Regions from separate parts of the Astyanax mexicanus genome. Here region 2 is linked to region 1. A link is a contact called in public Hi-C data. All regions are on one chromosome and are shown on one strand. The core of a region is the stretch at or near the end of the contact, and the rest is flanking DNA. Distances in the headings are between cores, read along the strand shown. Region 1 holds the start of LOC125781600 (adhesive plaque matrix protein-like). Region 2 holds the start of tex55 (testis expressed 55).

Evidence for each region. A called contact is a pair of places that touch in the nucleus more often than the background predicts.
Region 2: a contact with region 1 is called in a Hi-C map of muscle, with 2.9 times the contacts expected there. The contact joins the promoter of tex55 here to the promoter of LOC125781600 in region 1. A contact is called at or near these places in 3 of 3 Hi-C or Micro-C datasets (blood and muscle).

What each region holds. Positions count from the first base shown.
Region 1 is chr1:3,185,476-3,188,866 of AstMex3_surface, forward strand. It overlaps LOC125781600 (adhesive plaque matrix protein-like), which reads left to right and starts at 1,689. Exons shown (of 3, transcript XM_049465205.1): 1 at 1,689-1,976; 2 at 2,089-2,238. The coding sequence starts at 1,689. The region is part of intron 2 of zbtb20 (zinc finger and BTB domain containing 20); the gene reads right to left.
Region 2 is chr1:3,333,679-3,337,069 of AstMex3_surface, forward strand. tex55 (testis expressed 55) reads left to right here and starts at 1,834. Exons shown (of 4, transcript XM_022666397.2): 1 at 1,834-2,077; 2 at 2,291-2,411. The coding sequence starts at 1,953.

The DNA.
Region 1 (3,391 bases), core at 439-2,938:
GTCTCCGCAAACGCTGCATAATTATCAAACCAAAAATGTCAAATTAGCAGCATCCCTCAGTTAGGCGGAAAGTTAAATGTTAGCGACGCGCTAAGAGGTTATGAAAACAAGCCTCTGCAAGCAAACACACAGACTCATCCGAACATCTGATTATAGTCACTTTTCAATACTTCAAACCCGTGACTCACGCGCAAAACCGCAAACAACACAATCCCTGCTACGCGGCCTCCGAGACGCGAGAATGACAGGGGTCAGCCTCTCGTGGAAATGTTCTAAAACTTTGAAGGTTACGCAGATGAATCGAAGACACAGCGAAAGAACGCGCGAGAGTGGGTGGGTGTGTGTGTGAGAATATCTGTGTGTTTGTGAGAAAGTCTGTCAAAGCTAAGCTGTACGCACTCACGAGTGTATCTGAGCAAATGAGAGCGAGAGTACGATAGCAAAGGTACGAGAGTGAGCATACAGGAGCGAGAGTACAAAAGCTAAAAGTGGAGAGTAAGGGTACGAGAGCAAGTGCATGAGAGCGAGAGTACGAGAGTGAGCGTACGAGAGTGAGAGTATGAGAGCGAGCATACGGGAGCGAGAGTACAAAAGCAAGAGTACGAGAGAGAGTGTGAAAGAGTGAGGATTTGAAAGCAAGTGTACGGGAGCAAGCGTACGAATGTGAGAGAATGAGAGCGAGCATACAGGAGCGAGTACAAAAGCAAGAGTACAAGAGAGAGAGTGTGAAAGAGTGAACGTACAGGAGCGAGAGTACTACAAAAAGTGCACAAGAGTGAGTATGAGAGCGAGCATATGGGAGCGAGAGTACAAAAGCAAGAGAACAAGAGAGAGAGTGTGGAAGAGTGAGCGTGCGAGAGCAAGTGTATGAGAGCGAGAGTACGAGAGTGAGCGTACGAGAATAAGTGCATGAGAGCGAGCATACGGAAGCGAGAGTGCAAAAGCAAGACTACGAAAGTGCTCAGGCATCTTCTTTGGTAAAACCTAAAAACGTCAGGTCCACTTCAAAATCAGTTATGGCAAAAAAAGGCCTGAATACATGGATAAAAGTAGTATTAAGACACTTGCTTCGTCATTGTTTGACGTCCACGACTTCAATACATAGAGTTCAACTGTTCACCTTGATGTGGATTGGTAACTTCTTGTTGCAAAGAACCGGTCAAGGGCACCTTCAGGGAAAATATCCTCAAACTGCACGACTTCTGTCATTTGTTCAAGCCATCATTTTTCAGGTTTCTCAGATTCTCAGCAACTGACTGAACCTTGGTCTTGTTCATGTTCGCATTAAGGTGGAGTGGTAATTTCTTATTGCACAAGACTGGTCAAGGACATCTTTTGAAGATGCTATCCAGGGATGAAACCCACAAAATTCAAGTCTTCTGTAAATCAGTTAAGTCACAGTTTCTTAGGTTGGTCTCGGTTCCCACCACTCAGATCCATTGATCTTATTGAATAATTATTCTGTTTTAAGGACATTTTCTTGGATTAATTTGAACAACCACCTGGGCTGAATTGGTATCTCCCTCTTACACAAGACCGGTTGAAGGCATTATCTGGATGTGCCCTCCAGTCAAGGGCATCTTCTAGGACGACACCTACAAACTTCATGCCATCCAATCAAGCAACTATTTTCTGGGGATGCCTTCTAGTTAGGGACATCTTCTGGAAAAGACCTCTGCTCAAGGGCAATGCTCTCGGGTCAAGGACATCATCTGGGGATGCTCTTTGCTCAAGGGCATCTTCTGGGAATGCCCTCGGGTCAAGGGCAACTTCTGGGGATGCCTTATGGTCAAGATCATCATCTGGGGATGCCTTCTGCTCAAGGCCATCTTTCTGATAATGCCCTCTGCTCAAGGGCACCTTCTGGGAATGCTCTCTGCTCAAGGACATCTTTTGGGAATGCCCTTTTCTCAAGGGCATCTTCTGGGAATGCCCTCTGCTCAAAGACATCTTTTGGGAATGCCCTCTTCTCAAGGGCATCTTCTGGGGATGCCCTCTGCTCAAGGACGTCTTTTGGGAATGCCCTGTTCTCAAGGACATCTTCTGTGGATGTCTTTTTCTTAAAGCATCTTCTGGGAATGCCCTCAGGTCAAGGGCATGTTCTTGGGATGCCCTCTCTTCATGGGCATCTTCCGGGAATGCTTTCTTCTCAAGGGCATCTTCTCGGGATGCCTTTTGGTCAAAGGCATCTTCCAGGGATGCCCTCTGGTCAAGGGCATCTTTTTGGGAGGCCTTTTGGTCAAGGGCATCTTCTGGAAATGCCCTCTTCTCAAAGGTATCTTACTATCTGGACCACGGTTTAATAGATATTTCCCTTGAGGTTGATTGGTATCCTCTTCTCGCACAAAACCAGTCAAGAGCATTTTCGTGGGAAAAGTCCTTTACTTTGATTCAATCAAGCCAACAGCACTTCTCTACAGGAACTAGATAAGTTGTTTCATGGTTTTATTCTTAATAGAAATGCACAATGTAAAAGCCTAAATGGTCCAGCAGACGCTGTATACCGTAGTAGGTGTCAATGGTGGGCCAAATGAGGCCTACGTCCCAAACCACACACTTCTACTCTAAACACTACATTAATAAACACTTGTTTAATGGAGATGCACTATTTTTTAATGCAGTACTTGGTGCAGTAATGTGCGGTTTGGAACGCAGCCTTGTTTAAATGATGTGAGCGAGTCGTAATTCTCTTTATCTCCAGGAATTAAACAGGACGAGAATTTTAAAGGCTCTGTTCTGTGCAGCTTTGTTTCCGTATACACTGGCATGCAAACGCATGGGCACCATGAGGTGAAATTCCTAGTACTGTGGATAATTAAGTGAGTAGATGATTAACTGATCCATAAAAGCCAAACAAAGCAGGAGATGGCTATATGGTGAGGTAGTCGTTTCAAAAGTTTATAATATAGAAAAAAAGGAAAAACAGGAAAGGTGGAGGTCAGGTTTGGGTATAGAACACCAAATGTCTCAACCATCCAAGAAAGACTGTTTTCTAGATTTTGAAGCATTGCTGTGAGAATACCCTAACTCATCTTCAACTCCCCAACTTATTGGATAAAGCTCCATCAATCCAGAAAACAAAGTTCTACCAAAGTTCTATACAACTCAATATATACTCATAATCTGTATCTATTATTAAATATCCAAAAACTGCTATTAAGTATTTAGAAATGACGACAAATTATGCTGTAACTACAGCTATGAGAACTATTATTCTACTATACATTTAATTATTAAATACTTTAAATTAAAGGTAAAACAACCATGTCATTGATTTAAAGTGTATTTATGTGTTGGTCTAATGCTGCGCGTTCATGCTTATAAGATTAAGATAATATTTGGATTATTTTTAAATCAAAATGTTAGATTCCTAAACTAAATCTTAAATATA
Region 2 (3,391 bases), core at 584-3,083, 150 kb after region 1:
CTTTTAACAAACACAAAATCTGACCTACAATCTTGACCTACAAAAAGGATGCACATTTTAATTGTTGTTCTATTTTTTGTTGGTAATAATTTAATTTCATCATTTCGCAGACTTTGCACCGATTTTCTTATTTTCGGGCGCCCCCTGTCGGACGTACGATTGACCTGCATTTATTTTCTCGTTATTTATTTATTTCCTTTTCCAGCCCCTCCTCCCATCCCGCACCCCTCCCTCCCCTCCGCCCGGGTTCACGGAGGGACACGAGCACCGTCTGCCCTACATAACGTGCACGCGCTGTAGGCCGTGATGTCAGCTGAGGACGACCGGCAACCCAGAAACGCCGGGTTTTCGCTCCGCTTCCCCGCCCGCCTGTAACCGCGCGCACGTTTTACAGCAAAATGCGGCAGAAAGAAACCCCAAAATAATCGGCTGATATAAAATAAATTACTAATATATAGGAAAAATAATATAAAAAATTTAAAAAGACAAAAAACTTGTTTATTTGTTTTGTTTATTTTATGATATATGTATTAATTTATTTTTTTTATTAGCGATATTACATTATAATATAACTAATCATTATCATTCTATATTTCTGTTCCTAGTTTAGATATGAATTATGAACTGCAATTCTGCTTTGTTATTATTAATTAATTGTCTATTATGTTATATATTATCACGTTGACCTACATTACCGCAAAACAATGTTTATACGACTCTATAACGCTTCCACATTATTAAGCGCGTATAATTTTATACAATTTAAAAGAAAACCCTCATAAAGTGCGACGGGACGTTTCAGTCGGATTAGCGCTGCCTAAACCGAGCAGTGGTGTTCATGTTTTTTCAACACCCGTTTACAGTCCAAGCCCCGCCCATCTCAACCTGCGATTGGATATTGATCGTCCTGAAGTGCGGTCAGCCCCGCCCCACCTTTCATGATTTTTCTCATAAGCCACGCACGACTTGCTTTTAATTTTTGTATGTATCATGATAAATAGCCTATTTTAATCGACCGTTTTTACATTATATACAAAACACACTACATTCTGTATGCATACATTTTATATAAAATGCTTAGCTTATTATGTTGACACGTTGACCTACATTATTACAAAACAGTGTTTTTTTCACAAGTTCATTATTTTTTAACATTATTAGGCGCTAGTATCAAGTATCAGCGCTGGGACGTTGTGGATGTTGGTGGAGGTTAAAAGGCAAGGCCAGGCAAGTTTATTCATATAGTACTTTTCATACAACAGTCATTCTAAGTGCTTTAAAGATGAAAAAATACTAAGAAAAGACGAATTAAAAAACAATAAAAATGAAAATAAAATATAATATAAGAATAAAACATGAAAAGGAGTTAATTTTCAAACTATACAAAATGATTATACTTAAATTATTAGTATATAGATTATAATTAAAACTTGATAAAAAAAAACAACAATCGCTACTCCTAGTTACATACAGCTTTTTGAAAAAATCATACATTACATACATTAATAATATTAAATGAAAAAAAAATCCTCATGAAGTACGACGGAACGTTTTCCACCACCGCATTAAACCGCGTATAGTTATAGAGTTAATTTTTAATAACATCCGTTTTCCGATCAAGCCCCGCCCCTCTCCCTGTCCCTATTGGTTGCTCTGTAATCCTGATGCGCAGTTAGCTCCGCCCCGCCCGCCCCGTCCCTCACGTTCATCTTTTTTTTTTCATACTTTAGAACGAAGGGCTGCTCGTGATGAACGTAACAGCCAATCCCAGCGCAGGGGGCTCGTAGCGACGAACCAATCGCAGCGAGATGTGGGCGGGGCTTGTGAGAATACGAGAGGGGTGAAGGAAAAAAAAAAACAGTGGTCCAAATTCAGTCGCTGCCATTGTGTCTCATAACAGAAAATGACGTCACCCCCCGAGTCTCTCGCGTGCGGTTGCCAGGGGTTACGGGATGACTTTTCAGACGTTAAAACAAACCCCTCAAAGCCAAACTGAGGATACTGACCGAGTTACGCACTTTTTCTTACGAGTTTTTGCGTTTAATTCAGACTTAAACTCAGAACAGTCCTCTAAAAGGTAGGGTAGTGTAGTTGGTAGAGTGTTTTTGTTTCGTTTCTTAGGTTTGTTAGTTTAGTTAAAATTTTTCCCAAGCAAATTAAAATTTATTTTAGCTGGGAAATTAGAGGAAATTGTAATTTCTTCACAAGAAAGGTTTTTTTTAATTATTATTTATATTTCTTTCTTCATTTCACAGACAAAAGATCTCTCTCTTTTTTTTTACTTTCTGAGCATGGAGGACTCAGACACAACAGAAACAGTGCGAACGGCCCGACCCACCCAGGCCCATGTGGACCCTTATCAGAGCTCTGTAAGATATTTGGAAAGCCATAACATCCTTCAGATATTCCAGGTAAGAAAATACATTTATTTCATCTTATTATTTATTATTATAGTGATATTAGTTAGCATGGTGATGATCAGTTTAATACAAATGAAGTAACACACAAAGAATAAGTAAAAAATAAATAAGTACAGATTTGTTCTGAAAAGAGTAAAAAGCTTGTTGCTAGATAGATAGATAGATAGATAGATAGATACTTTATTGATCATGTAGGAAATTAAGCAATATTTATATTATATATATATATATATATGTACAATAGAGTACCTTTCAGTGAAAGACTTCTAAATATCTCATGAATATGTGTCAAAAACATGATCATCCAAAACTGTCTGGTTTTCATATGGAAAATGTATAAATCAAATATATACATAAATATATTGTTTATTCGTACAGTGAAACAGAATACCGAATGTACCTTTTAGCTGCTTAAATGGTACAAATCTTTGTTTCCTGCTGTTATAAAAAGACTTTCTACTTCAGAGGAAACATATTTGACCCTATAAAAACAATATTATACCTTTGAGAGTACAAGTATGAAAAGTGTACTTTTAAGTACAAGAAATACTTATATGGTACTTCTGTTTTTTAGTGTGTAACATCTCAAATTTCCAGCCCTATCCTGTTACGTTACAACATTTGTCTTCTTAACCCTTTCAGACCTGAATTATGTGCCAGTGATGGAAAAATATGAATTTAATAATAATAATAATGTTAAATAATAAAGTTTTCTGTCTGTAATGCACACAAAGGAAGACTCTAATATTATGATTATGATGTAAAATCTATATTAACATTTAATTCACTTAACTAAAATAACTAAACTAGTGTTTTCTATGTCTACTGTCTATTCTATCTATTTTAATTAGCCTCTTTGGCTTTTTGGCAGAGTTAACCTATTGTTTAATTGGCTTATAAACTTTTTTATCGGCTCATTTATCTCATATTATATTATCTGTTCTGATTAACAACACGTCTCAATTAGTGTT